2 separate regions of the Sus scrofa genome follow, and region 2 is linked to region 1. Evidence: chromatin contacts called from public Hi-C data. All regions are on one chromosome and are shown on one strand. Each heading gives the region's core, a stretch centred on a gene start, on an enhancer-like site or on the middle of the called end of the contact. The rest is flanking DNA. Distances are from core to core; before and after follow the strand shown. Region 1 has its middle 16 kb from the start of EIF2B2. Region 2 holds the start of ACYP1 (acylphosphatase 1).

Region 1 (6,466 bases), core at 3,216-5,715:
GGGGCTTGAACAGGGGACTCTCCCTGCCAGCGTCTCCCCTGTGAAGGGAAGGCTGCATGGAGACCTCCCAGGGCTCACAGCTCCCAGCCTGGGGTGATGGCACCATGGAGCCCAGTGGCCAGTCGCACCCCGTGGGAAAGCCTTGGCCCTGGCCTGCCTGGGAGCCACGGTGGTGCCGCCTCCTGCCCACGGCTTGGCTCAGCTGGTTCCCAAGTGGCTTGACTTCCTCCCCCCACTCCGCCACCACCCCCCACAGTCCCCAGGGAGCCAGGGAGGCCACTGGCAGAGTTGGCCCTTAGTCCCCCAGGCCTCCCAGAGCCCTTTCCCCCCACACCTTGGAGCCAGATTTCCCCAGGAGAGTGGGAGGGGACCCTCCAACCTCCCTAAGTCCCTTTAGGGCTTGCAGGCCCCGTCCCCACTCCTTCCGCTGCACACTGAGGCTCTGCTCCGGGCTGCAATAACAGGACTTTGGGTATGGGCTGTTGTTTTTGCAGCTGGGCTGGGGCGGAGCAGCAGCGGGGGAAGACGTCGTGGGTACTGACCATCTGAGAAAGCCCTGAGCCCACATTCCCGCTAGAGCTGGGACAGCCCCTTCGGGCTAGTGACTGTGCTGTTCCTACAGAGAGGCCCCCGGGTAAGGAGTGTGGAGGGAAGGCAGAGGAAAAGGCCAGCAGGACGTGGGGAGGAGGGACGGGGGCGGGCGGGAGTGAGAGCTTAGAGGACCCCAGGCCTTCTCTGAGCCAGCCCTTCCCCAGCAGGCTGTGCTTCTCCCCTCATTTCCAACTGCAGCTGGACTAAGCCTCTCCCCCTGCCCCCACCCCCACACACATCTGGGAGATGCTGGAGCAAGCTTCCTTAAAGCAAACAACAAACAAAAAAAATCTCATTTACTAGGGGCAAAATGTCAGAAACGAAAAAGATCACCCTTAATCCCCTCACTCAAAAATATTCATTAAGAACATTTTGATATATTTCCTTATGATCTCCTTTTTAAAAATACTTATGGTAAAATATGCATAACATAAAATTTACCGTTTTAACCATTTTAAAGAGTATATCCATTTTTAAATGTCTATTCATATTTTAGGCAGCCATCGCCATCTCCAGAATCTTTCATCTTCCTACACTGAAACTCTGTACCCATTAAACAATAACTCTCGACTCCCCCGCAGTCTTTCTGTCTCTAAGCGTTCGACTACTCTAGGTGCCTCCTATAAATCACACAGTAATTGTCCTTTTCTGTCTGGCTCATTTCAGTGAGCATAATGTCCTCAAGGTTCATCCACATTGTATGTCAGAATTCATTACTTTTTAAGGCGGAATAATAATAATAATAATAATAATAATAATAAATATTTGGAGTTCCCTTGTGGTGCAATAAGTGAAGTCTGTGGCATCACTGCAGCAGCCCAGGTTGTTGCTGTGGCATAGGTTTGATCCCTGGCCCAGGAACTTCCAGGCATGGCCAAAAATAAAAAATAAATAAATAAAAGGTAAGGAAAGTGACAACTTACTTATAAAGCAATAATAATAAAATAGTTTATGTTGTGTTTATCCATTCATCACCGATTTTTCACATAGTTAAGATAATACTTTGTCAGCAGTTAGATATCCTGTTTTTTTAACCCAGATGTTGCCATGTCCTTAAAATTTTTTCCTAAAGATGCAAACTATTACATTTAGAATGGATAAACAATAAGGTCTGCCTGTCTAGCACAGGGAACTACATCCAATCTCCTGGGATAGACCATGATGGAAAATAATATAAAAAAAAAAAAAGAACGTATATATATATGTATGTCTGAGTCATTTTGCTGTACAGAAGAAATTGGCACAACATTGTACATTGGCACAACAAAGCAACTTATACTTTAATGAAAAATTTAATTAAACATTTTCAAAAATCAGCTATTTTCCTAGTATAGTTTGTAGTGCTCACTCCTTAATTCCTTATGTGGATGATGTCGCATAATACGCTTAACCAGTCTCCTGCCACTGGATCGTGAAGGATCTTCTCTGTTTGTGTTTTTGTTTGCTTGCTATTATAAGTGACACTGAGAAGACCATCTTTGTTTTTTGTTTGTTTGTACTTTACTGGAAGTTCCCAGAGTAGGGGTCAAATCAGAGCGGTAGCTGCCAGTCTACACCACAGCCACAGCAACGCAGGATCCGAGCCGCGCTGCGACCTTACACTGCAGCTCATGGCAATGCCTGAGCATTTTGATATATTTCCTTATGATCTCTTTTTAAAAAAAACTTATGGTGCAATATGCATAACATAACCCAATGAGCAAGGCCAGGGATAGAACCTGCGTCCTCATGGATGCTAGACAGATTCGTTTCCCCTGAGCCATGACGGGAACTCCAATAAGTGGCTATTTTTTTTTGCAAGGCTGAGTCACCAAGGGGTCTGCTCATTGGTCCTGGGCCAAGGTTAGGTCACACCTAGGGTGGAGACCCCACACCTCTTCCCCATAGTTGCTTCTTTGCTTCCAGGCTGACTGCACTGCAGTCTCCCTGAGTCGGCTCCAGGCCCAGGCTGGCACTCTCTTGAACTGCTCTGCCCCATGGCCATCAAGGACTTGTCATCCTGACTGGAGAGACCAGCCCACCAGGATAGTGTGGTCTCGAGGACCCTCAAAAATGGTTGAATCCCTGCCAGTGGAGGCCTCCACCTTTCTCCAGGGGAAGAGAAGGGCTAGCACAGGCGTCCTTGGCTCCTCAGGACCAGGCACATGAGCGCTCAGCAATTTGCTAAATGTGTGGTGAAGGAAGGAAAAGCCTCTGGATTTCCTATGCTGCTCCTGGGAGGAGCCACAGACATGATTTTTCTGGAAAGTTTGGGATGATATTTATCAAGAAGACCAAGGAGTGTTTATCACCATCATGAGCAATTCTGCTTCTGGTACTCGCCCTTGGGAAATAATCTGAAATGTCAGAGGTCAGGCAAGGGTGACAGGAGGGCCCAGAAAAATTTCTGCAAAGATGTTCTTCTTGGAAGTTCCTGTTTGGCTCAGTGGTAATGATCCCGACTAGTATCCATGAGGAGGCGGGTTCAATCCCTGGCTTTGCTCAGTGGGTTAAGGATCTGGTGTTGCTGTGAGCTGTGGTGAAGGCCAGGGGCTACAGCTCTGATTTGACTCCTGGCCCTAAAAAGACACAAACACACACACACAAAAGAATAGCCATTTATTGAGGGATTAGCTGTAGGCAAGGCCCATTGACTCCCCGCACAGACCCTAGGCAACATAGCTACCTCTGTTGTCTTCATTTTCCTGACAAGGCATCTGAGTTCCACAGCCCTTTGGTACCTTGTTCAAAGCACACAGCCGGTGTGTAGTAGAGCGGAGATTTCTACTCAGGTGTCTCTAGCTCTACAGCCTGTGCTCTAGACTATTCCGGCTTCTTCTCACAGGGGCTCCTCTAGCACCCCAAGGAGGAGAGGAGGAAGGGCTATCTATCAGTGATCATCTATGCGGTGGGATTTGGCTCTGCCCTCTCTGCCCAGCCTGGTCAAATCCTAGACCACTGGCCACTGGGAATGAAGAGTGCTCTGCGCCCCCAGGGGCCCCAGGTGGGGCAGAGATGGGGGCAACTGGGGAGGGAGTGGCTGGGGACCGCACAGCACACAAACAGCCTGATTGTGTTGCAGACTCTGCTCTTTGGGAAATTAAGTATCACAAAGTTGTCTTGTTCTGGCCAATCTGGTGTCCCAGAGATCCAGAGCCAAAGAAAACACGGGCTGAGTAACCGGAGCCAGCAGTGCTGAAGGCCACAGGTGAGGCTGGCTCTTCCAGGGCTGGGCATGGGAGCTCCTGCAGGTTCCCAAGCTGAACCCGGCTGCTGACACACGGAGGATCCTCCCTGCCTGTGGCTCCTTGGGGTCCAAAGGACGAGCCTTGCACTAAGGAAACTATTCCACAGACGGATAGGAGCAGGAGATCAGAGGAGCTCAGAGCCACCCCTTCACTGAACCCCGGCCTTGGGGGCCTGCAAGCGGAGAGACCTTGCCACATCCTGAAGACACCGGGAGGCTCAGAGATCCGCAAATTCCATGGGCTCCATTCCTGAGCCTGAGGAACATGCATCGAGATGAGCCGGGCTGGGGGCTGGCCAGGCCTCTGGCACTCACAGCACCCTACAAGGCAAGGGAAGGCAGTTTAGTGGGAACCCGGGCTGGGAGGGGTGAGCTTTTTTTCCGGAACAGGACTCCCTGTGGGGCGCAGAGCAGAAGTCAGTGGGCTCTAGAGTCCCGGACGTTCTGGTTTGACTCGGCTCGGGTCAAGAGGGCGGCCCACTGGCCTGGCCTCACCAGCCAAAGCCAACACAGGAAATGCCAAGCAGACCTCAATGTCCGGGCACCTAATTTCCACTGGCTGGCAGAGAGCTCCCGCCTCCCCAGCAGCACTGGGGCTGGGAGGGAGCAATGGCGTTAGTGCTCGGGAGATGCGCAGTCCCCGGGCCTGTCGCGTGGGCCCTCCACCCCAGGGCCAGGAGCAGCCAGGCAAACACGCAGGAGACCAGCAGGCAGCGGGAGGAGCCAGGCGTTACCCTGGCCGGCTGCCACTGGCTTGTTGTTGGGATCTAGTTTCACGCTGCTGCTCCTTGGAGGAGAGCTGCGAGGGGTCATCCCCTCTGCGACGCCCGGGGAAGGAGACTGATGGGCAGACAGTTGTTAACGCTGCCGCCGCCACCGTGGTGATTAAGGGCCGCTGTAATTGGCCTCGCAGCCAGGCAGGGGCCGGGCCTGCCAGCCAGGGTCTGTGGGGCAGGGGAGAGCGCCGCGGAGCAGGGAACAGCATGTGCTATAGCTGTTTGCGCTGATCAGATTAGTTTGTGAATTGACACTCAATCCTCCTCAGTGATTTTCCTTCCAGGGCCCCCTGCCAAGACCAGAACTGTGGGCATGGGTGGGTTGTGGGCAGGGAGGGAAGTAGACATGGATCTTTTGGGGCTCTTTTTACCTGGGCCTTCATTGGGGGCAGGGTCCAGGGTGAGAGTCTTCCTCTGAGGTATGGCCTCAGCTTAGCCAAAGACCACTCAGCAGCCCCCCAGTGACCGCTCAGCCAGCCCCAAGTGGAGGGATCTCTTGCTGGTAAAGATGCTCGTTCCCATATGCCCAGGGGTGCCTGGTGCAAGGCGAGCCTTGCAGGTGCATTCTGTACTCCCAGGCCCAGCATGGTGCCTGGCACGGAAAGTAGGTTTGCCAAGGATGTTGGCAAAGTGTGTGTGGGGGATCAGTTTCTTCTTCCCCGCTTGGCCTGAATGCCTTGTGGGAGAATCTCTATGATCCCCTTCCAGGTCCAGGTGGTCCTTGTGGGGTCAGTTTTGCAGACAGTCTCAGTCGCAGAGAGCCCTCCAGGCCACCCGTCCCTGCCCTGCTTCTGCAGGCAGCACCCCTTAAGCCACTATGATGGACAGTTGGGCTACATTTCGACCAAGGTCTCCCTTCCTGCATTAGTATGCATGTGCAGGAGTGTGGACATGCACGCGTGTGGTGGGGGAGAGCACGTGTGCTGTCCTGAAAGAACACCGGGGAGTTCCTTTCCTGTCCATTCTCTGTGTTCTGTCAGCTTCCCAGCTCCCTCCCTTGGAGGTCCCAGGCAGGGAGGCAGACAGCTAGGTATCTGGTGTGGAGGCCTCTGGGTCACGACCTTTCCAGAGCCTGTCTTATTTATACTTCAGGCTGAGGCACAGGCTGGGCTGGCCTCTCACCTGCCTGTCCCCTCCCCAAAAGGATGCCCCAAGCCGACTGTGAGTAGGACCTGGTCCTGGCCATAGGGCCTTGGCTGGGATAAGGGGTGACCCCCTCCCCCCAGGTAGCTGGAGCCCTAGAGGGAGAACTGAGACTGTCAGGTTGGCACTAGTGGGCAGGGGCAGTGGCCCACACCCACCAATGGTGTCAAGGGAGAAATGCCCCTCAAGGCCTAGAATATTCGTGCCCCAGACATCCTGGGGGCTGAAATGCAATCCTTACTTCCCTCTTACTAGGTTTGGTTTGAAAACCTCCACACTGCCAGCTGCCAGCCTTGCCCAGCCCAGACCTCCAGGGCCACGGGCCCCGGGGCATGAGTACAACATGGGCTCCTAGAGGGCGTGGGAGGAGGGCCCCACGGCACTTCAAACAGACCCTGTACCCCTCCTAGCCTGCTGCTCCTTCTTGTTCTGCAGCCCCTCTCTCCCATCCCAACCCTCCCTCAGGGGGTTTCCAGGTTCTCTTCTCTGTCATACCTGCCCTGTGCAGGGAAGGAACTGGAAGGTGTGGCAGGGTGAGAATAAGGCCTGGCTGTGAAGCCTAGGACAGCCATTAAATATTTCTGAGCCTCAGTTTTCTCATCTTTAAAATGGGAGTGAGCCAGAAGGCCTGGGTTCTGGGCGTGTGGAGGATGCAGGAACCGAACCCGAGGAGGTGGAGAAGGAATGCTGAGAGTTCAGCTGTCTTTATCACCTCCAGCCTGCAATGCAG
Region 2 (6,540 bases), core at 59-2,558, 79 kb before region 1:
GGAGCAGCTCCAGGCTTTCATGCTGGTGTTCCATTTGGGGTGAGTGTAGAGCTTATCTAGTGTCAGCTCTTTGTTGCTCAAAAGCTCCTGCTGGAAATTATTCCTCAGGTGCCCCATAGAAGACCGCTGGGAAGAGTCACCTTTTTCATAGGGATCTTGCTTAACTGAATGGAGCTCTGGAGCTTCCCTTTTATTATATGGGAACATAATGCCCACAGGCAGAGTCAGTGCCAACTGGAGGCCAGCCATTCAGGGCTTGGACAGAAGCCTAGGGGAGATTTAAACCAGACATATGTGAGGAGTTTGTCTGAGGTTCATCTCAGCTGTGAAAGTAAACTATTTCTACACTTGTCTTACCCACAGTTTCCCTTAGACTTTTTAGGGACAGTGCTGCTAGGTCTAGCATTTGATAAGCGCTTATTATGTCCTATGGGTGCTTATTAGGTCCTAAGGATAGAAAAAGGGAATGTGATACAGGTGTTCCTGCCACCTAGCTTTCCTTTATATATATCATACATAGTGATGCTCCTGCTTACACAGTATACTCCGTAGCAGGCGGAATGAGCTATTGGGCTGAAAGTCAGTTTTCAGTCAGGACAAGCAGCATCCCCTCGCCGGCTCCAGTTTCTTCACCAGTAAACTGAGGGGTTCACTTAAGAGTTAGATGGCTGGAACTTAGGGACCTTAGGACTCCAAGTCCCGCTCCACCATTTTACAGGTAGAAAACTTCAGCCTGTTGGTAAGCAACTGGCACAAACTGCTCTCAGGACTTCCCGCCTGCTGGAACCGTGCTGGACCCCAAAGTGCAGAGAGCCGGCTCAAGGCCTGCAGCAAGTGCCTGGCTGGCAAACCCTCTCGCAAGGTGTCCTCGCAGCGCAGATGGCGGAAGGTCGGTAACCTGAGAGGCGGAGAACACCTGATCTGGCGGGGTTCATATCCGGAACGCATAAGTCCTGTTCTGTCCTGGAGGGTCAGCCGGGTAGCCCCACTGGAAACTCTGCTTTAGGGACAAGTGCTCGCTCTTCAGTCTCTCGGGCCCTTGGGAGGTCGAGGTGCTGACCCCATATCTTCCCGCCCTTCCGCGTACCTGTTCTAGCAGACGGCTCCTGCTCAGGGGAAACCCCAGAATTTAGTTTTCCAGACCACACACCACCCTCCCAACCGCCCGCCGCCGTGCAGGCGCTGTTGGCGGGCCTCTGTTATTCCTGTTGCCTGGAGACCGAAGCGCATGCGCACCCAGTCCCGCCACGCCCCGAATTCCACCGGAGAAGCGTGCGCAGCCGCAGTCCGCACACCCGGGAGTCGCCCGGTCGCGGGCGCGGTCAACACGAGTGTCATTTGACCCGGTGTCCCACCAACTCTGCAGCTCCGTCCAGCCCTGCCCTTAGGGAACGGGAGAAGAGGGTGGGAGAGGCTTTTCTGGGGCTCCATCAAAGGGCTTGTATTTTTTTTTTTTTCTCAGAGCGATGCTTTCAGGTCCTGGGGTGTGTCCTTCTCTGGCAAAAGATGGAGCGCCTTAGATGTGTCCTCAAGACCTGCCGCAGGATTCCGGTGTCCGCCCTCTTAGCCGCCGTGGGCATACTGATAGCTTTTCTTAGCACGCTCGGCTGCTTTGTACGGGCCCCAGGTACGGCTGTATACTGTCCATGGCTTTCCTTGCAAATAGTTTGGAGCTTGCGTCAAATTTTAGCAAATCGGCTAGGTTTTGCTACGCGGTGTCTTTTGCAGTATCTTTCCGGGGACGTTTTCGTAGCCAATCTAATTATTTGGATATAATGTTTTACTCTCACGTGGTAACTCTGATCCTCTCTTCTTGCGGCCAAAGAGTGACTCAACCAAGTGTAATGATAATAAAGTTAACTACCAGATCCAAAATACTCAATATAACCTGGTTTCAACACTAAAGATGCTCTGTAACTTGTTAACATCAGAAGAAGGTTTGTTTGTCTTTATGCTTCAATTCATTTGTGTAAGCTACTTGGAACAAGCAGCTTACTTTTTTCCCTGTAACTGCTTAAAAGATTCATGCCCATGGAGAACAATACGGACAGCAGTGGTCGGTGTTAATACTTTAATATGTCATATTACAGTTTTTACATGTTACGAAGAAATTCCTTGGTGGCACTCCAAGGGCAGTACTTTTATGCCTTGTTTTCTTTTCTAATTGACTCTCCACTGCCTTCTCTATGTATGCATTTCCAGACATTTCCCACTCTTCTCAAGGCCCTAATTATCTCAGCATGGGGCTTGTCTGTCATCAACTCCCTAAGCTCCCCTCCAGTCTGGCAGAATTTCCCAGGGTGCCTCCCTCCATTTTAACTTCTTTCGCTCCTGTTTCTGAGGAAGAAGAATCTTTTGTCTTTCCATGAAGTCTCTCTCTCTCTTTTGTTTTGTTTTGTTTTGTCTTTTTAGGGCTGCATACGCAGCACATGGCTGTTCCCAGGCTAGGGGTCAAGTCAGAGTTGTAGCTGCTGGCCTCCGCAACAGCCACAGCAACGCGGGATCTGATCTGAGCTACGTCTGCGACCTACACCACAGCTCACAGCAACGCCAGATTCTTAACCCACTGAGTGAGGCCAGGGATCGAACCCGCATCCATATGGATACTAGTCGGCTTCATTACTACTGAGCCAGGAGGGGAACTCCTTCATGAGTTCTCTTGAATTAGTCCCTTAAAGTACCCTCCAGGCATTGACTCACTTTACCCCTACACCTTGACTTCAGATTGTATCTATCCATACACTGCTTCTCTTTGGGTTTTAAAATATGCTTAACTTTCCGCTGCAAAACTAACCTCATTTCCCTTGACCTGAACTCTCACCTGAGGATTCCATTCCTTTCTCTTAATAGAAAAATAGAAAATTAGATTCTTGATAGAAAGTTTTTCATTTGCTGCCTTGATGCTCCCTCATTGCTTAGTCCATTGTGGTCTGGCTCCCCCCTCTCCACTTTATTTAACCACCAGGCTACCAGTGACCTTCCACTGACCCAAAAACAAAAGCTGCTATTTCTTCAGCTTACTCATTTGACATTACTGATGTTTCTCTTCACTGGAACTCTCTTCTCACTTGCTCCTGTGTGCCATCTTGGTTGCTTCTTTCATGTCCTTGCTCCATCTTCTTTCGTGTCCCTTACATTTACGTATTTCTTCACCTGCCCCTCAATGTAGGTCTTCTCCAAAACAAGCCCTCTTATTTCTCATATAAATGCAGTTTCAGACATTCTCTTCCTTAATGATTTCAACCAGATACTCAAATTTCAAATCTCACCTATGTTTAATTGCTCTCTAGCTCGTTCTCTCTGCTTAGTTACAGACTCAGATTTCCAAATGCCCATGTAGCACCTCCACATGAATATTTCTCAGGAACTTCAAACTCAATATGACAAAAAGTAAACTCACGATCACCTCCCCATTCCCCCAATCCACTTCTCCAGCGTTCCCGCTCATGCTGAAGTCAACAGTCATCTTCCACTCCTCCCTCTTGGTCATCGCTTCTCTCTAACTGGTCAGCAGGCTCTGTTGAATTTACTCTGCAATGTCTCTTATATGCGTCCCTTCCTTTACACTTCTGCTGCCCTAGGTGAGTCCTTCCTCACTTCTCATTGGGACAGCACCACTCTTCTAACTGCTGTTCATCTGCTCCCCAAGCCCATCCTTCATGCTGCTGCTAGAATAATTAATTATCCTAAATACTGTTGATCCTGGAGTTCCTGTCGTGGCACAGTGGAAACAATCCAACTAGGAACCGTGAGGTTGCAGGTTCAATCCCTGGCCTCGCTCAGCGGGTTAAGGTTCTGGTGTTGCTGTGGTGTAGGTCGGCAGCTGTAACTCAGATTAGACCCTAACCTGGGAATCTCCATGTGCCCCGCAGGTGCGGCGCTAAAAAGACAAAAAACAAAAAACCCAAAACTGCTGTCGATCCTGTCATTCTCCTACTCCAATGGCTTCTTCTCTACCTAAAGAATAAACTTGAAATGTGTAATTTAGCATGGTATTTCAACTTTCCAGGTTAGGTCCAGCCCGCCTCTCCAGCCTTGCCTACCCAGAATCTAGCCCTGAGGATCTCCGCCCTGGCTATGCTTTAGAACTACAGGGAAAGCAATTTCTGGGGATGAAGCCTGGATATCTGTATTTTGAAAAGCTTCCCCCGAAGTTCTAATGTGCAGCCAGGGTTGAGAATCCCTGGTCCGTCCGCACGTGATTACTTGCACTTTCATACCTCAGTGGTACCGCCTTACTCCAAGGTCCATGTACTGGCAGGTGGTAGAGCATAGCATTCATGGGAGTAGGCTCTGGACTCAGACTGCCTGGAATTAAATCCCAGCTCCCTCACTTACTGTTTGTGGTTGTGTAACCCTGGGTAATATACTGTTTCCTCCAAGAACACTTTCCCAATCTTCTCAGTCAGAATGAATCTCTTTGCTCCTTTGTGCTCTCATAATATTTTCTGTCCTTGTTATGGCACAGGGCTGGCTTGTGATGAGCTCTCAGTGAATGCTCATGGAGTTGAATTAGCCTGTTGTGCATTTATTGTCATTATTTGCATGCATATTTCTCCCTTACACTAAATAAAAAGCTCTTCGAGGACAAAGATTATATAACTTCATCTTTGTATATCCTATGGTGTCCCATACATAGTAGGTACTCAGTAGGTTAATTCTACAGAGAAACTAGTTCTTAGAAAATAAATTTTAGAGAAAGAACATCAGCCAGGTACTCTGTTCTGCATCATTTTCAAACATTGCCAAGCATCACATTCAACCAAGCTTCCCACCCCACTCCCACTCCCACCCCATGCCAGCACTGAGTTATATGATTCTCCAGGATCTGGATCCTCACTTTGTAGTCGGGAAATAGTGGAATAATGAATCTCCATGGTTTCCGTTGTAAAGGTGAGATTCCATTGACATCTCACCTTGCCAAGTCTGCCAACCAGGCATATTCACATACAGAGTCTTATGTTATAAAGAGATGTAATATACACAAGCAATCCAAAGAGGAGCAATAAACACTACAGTTTTTGTTCATACACCACTTCTTTTTAAATTTTTTTATTTTTTCAATTTAACTTTTACTTTATATTTGAGTATAGTTGATTTACAATATTAAGTTTCAGTTATACCACAAAGTGATTCAGCCATAGATATACATGTATCCATTCTTTTTCAGATTCCTTTTCCATATAGGTTAATACAGAATATTGAGTAGAGTTCCCTGTGCTATACAGTAGGTCCTTGTTGATTCTCTCTCTCTCTCTCTTTTTTTATGGCTGCACCCACAGCATGTGGAACTTCCTGGGTCAGGAATTGAATCCAAGCCACAGCTGCAGCAATACTGGACCCTCTAACCCACTGTGCTGGGAGATCAATCCTGAGCCTCTGCAGCAACCTGAGCTGCTACAGTCAGATTTTTAACCCACTGTGCCACAGTGGGAACTCCTTGATTATCTCTCATATATAGTAGTGTTTATATATTAATCCCAAACTTCTAACTTGCCCCTCTCAATATTTTCCCTTCGATAACTATAAGTTTGTTTTTAAAGTCTGTGAGTCTGCTTCTGTTTTGTAAATAAGTTCATTTGTATCGGGTTTTTTTAAGATTCTACATATAAGTGATAGCATATTTTATTTTCTTTGTTTGACTTACTTCACTCAGAATGATAAGCTCTAGGTCCATCCACATTGCTGCAAATGGTATCATTTCATTTTTTTCATTGCTGAGTAATATTCCTTTGAATATATGTACCACTTATCCATTCTTCTGCGAATTGACATTTAGGTTGTTTCCTTGTCTTGGCTATTGTAAATAGTGTTGCATTGAACATTGGGGTGCATGTATCTTTTTGAATTATAGTTTTGTCTGGAAATAGCCCAGGAGTGGGATTGCTGTCATATGGTAGTTCTACATTTAGTTTTTTAAGCAACCTCCATACACTTCTCTGTAGTGGTTGTACCACTTTGTACATATTCTTAATCATAAGGGCATCTGAATTGAAGTGCCTGCAAGGTGACCTTACTTTTAACAATCACCACCTGCATCTCTTCTTGACTATTCCCTCTGCCAAAAGAAATTTATGCAACTTGGTCATTTGGCCTAGACTGACTGATTCAAGTTGATTCTGGAGCCCTGGATTATTTCCCTTGTGATTGATTGACTGCTTTATATAAGCACTGTTGGGAGTTTTCTTAGTAAGGCAGACACTAGTGGGAAGCCTCCAGAATCACAGAGGAAGAAATCACTAGAACCTCCTACACACTAACCTCTGCTGCTACCAATTCCAGATTTAGGCATGACCCAGAATTCAAGAACTGAGAAAAAGGTCAGAAAAGTTGTATGTCATATATTTAATATTTTTTTGTTTGTTTGTTTATGATGTCTCTATCTCCATAATTTAAGCTCCTGCAGACCAGGGATCTTTTTATGTTCACTAACATGTGTCTAAAACCTAGAATTGTGCCTGGCACACAGATGCTCTCAGTAAATAGAGAATAACTGGATTTATCTCAAGTGCTTCTTCGTCTATTTCTTTCTCCCCGTGA

Evidence for each region. Hi-C and Micro-C count contacts between places; a contact is called where the count stands out from the background.
Region 2: a Hi-C map of skeletal muscle shows a contact between it and region 1, with 8 times the contacts expected there. The contact joins the promoter of ACYP1 here to the enhancer-like site in region 1. A contact is called at or near these places in 4 of 47 Hi-C or Micro-C datasets (embryonic fibroblasts, epiblast stem cells, fetal liver and 1 more) and 2 of 2 datasets of contacts at active chromatin or transcription factors (alveolar macrophages and skeletal muscle).

Annotation. Positions count from the first base shown.
Region 1 is chr7:98,184,185-98,190,650 of Sscrofa11.1, reverse strand. No RefSeq gene overlaps it. Among named protein-coding and RNA genes, the nearest start is that of EIF2B2, 16 kb to the left of the region's middle. Within about 2 kb of position 4,465, at least 23 of the 83 cell types and tissues checked have an H3K27ac peak or open chromatin away from gene starts, as enhancers often do. A contact at or near this core is called in skeletal muscle, where this site is marked.
Region 2 is chr7:98,259,921-98,266,460 of Sscrofa11.1, reverse strand. It overlaps ACYP1 (acylphosphatase 1), which reads left to right and starts at 1,308. Exons shown (of 3, transcript NM_001190198.1): 1 at 1,308-1,627. The coding sequence starts at 1,507. ZC2HC1C (zinc finger C2HC domain-containing protein 1C) reads right to left here and starts at 1,209. Exons shown (of 2, transcript XM_021099532.1): 1 at 1-1,209. The coding sequence starts at 249.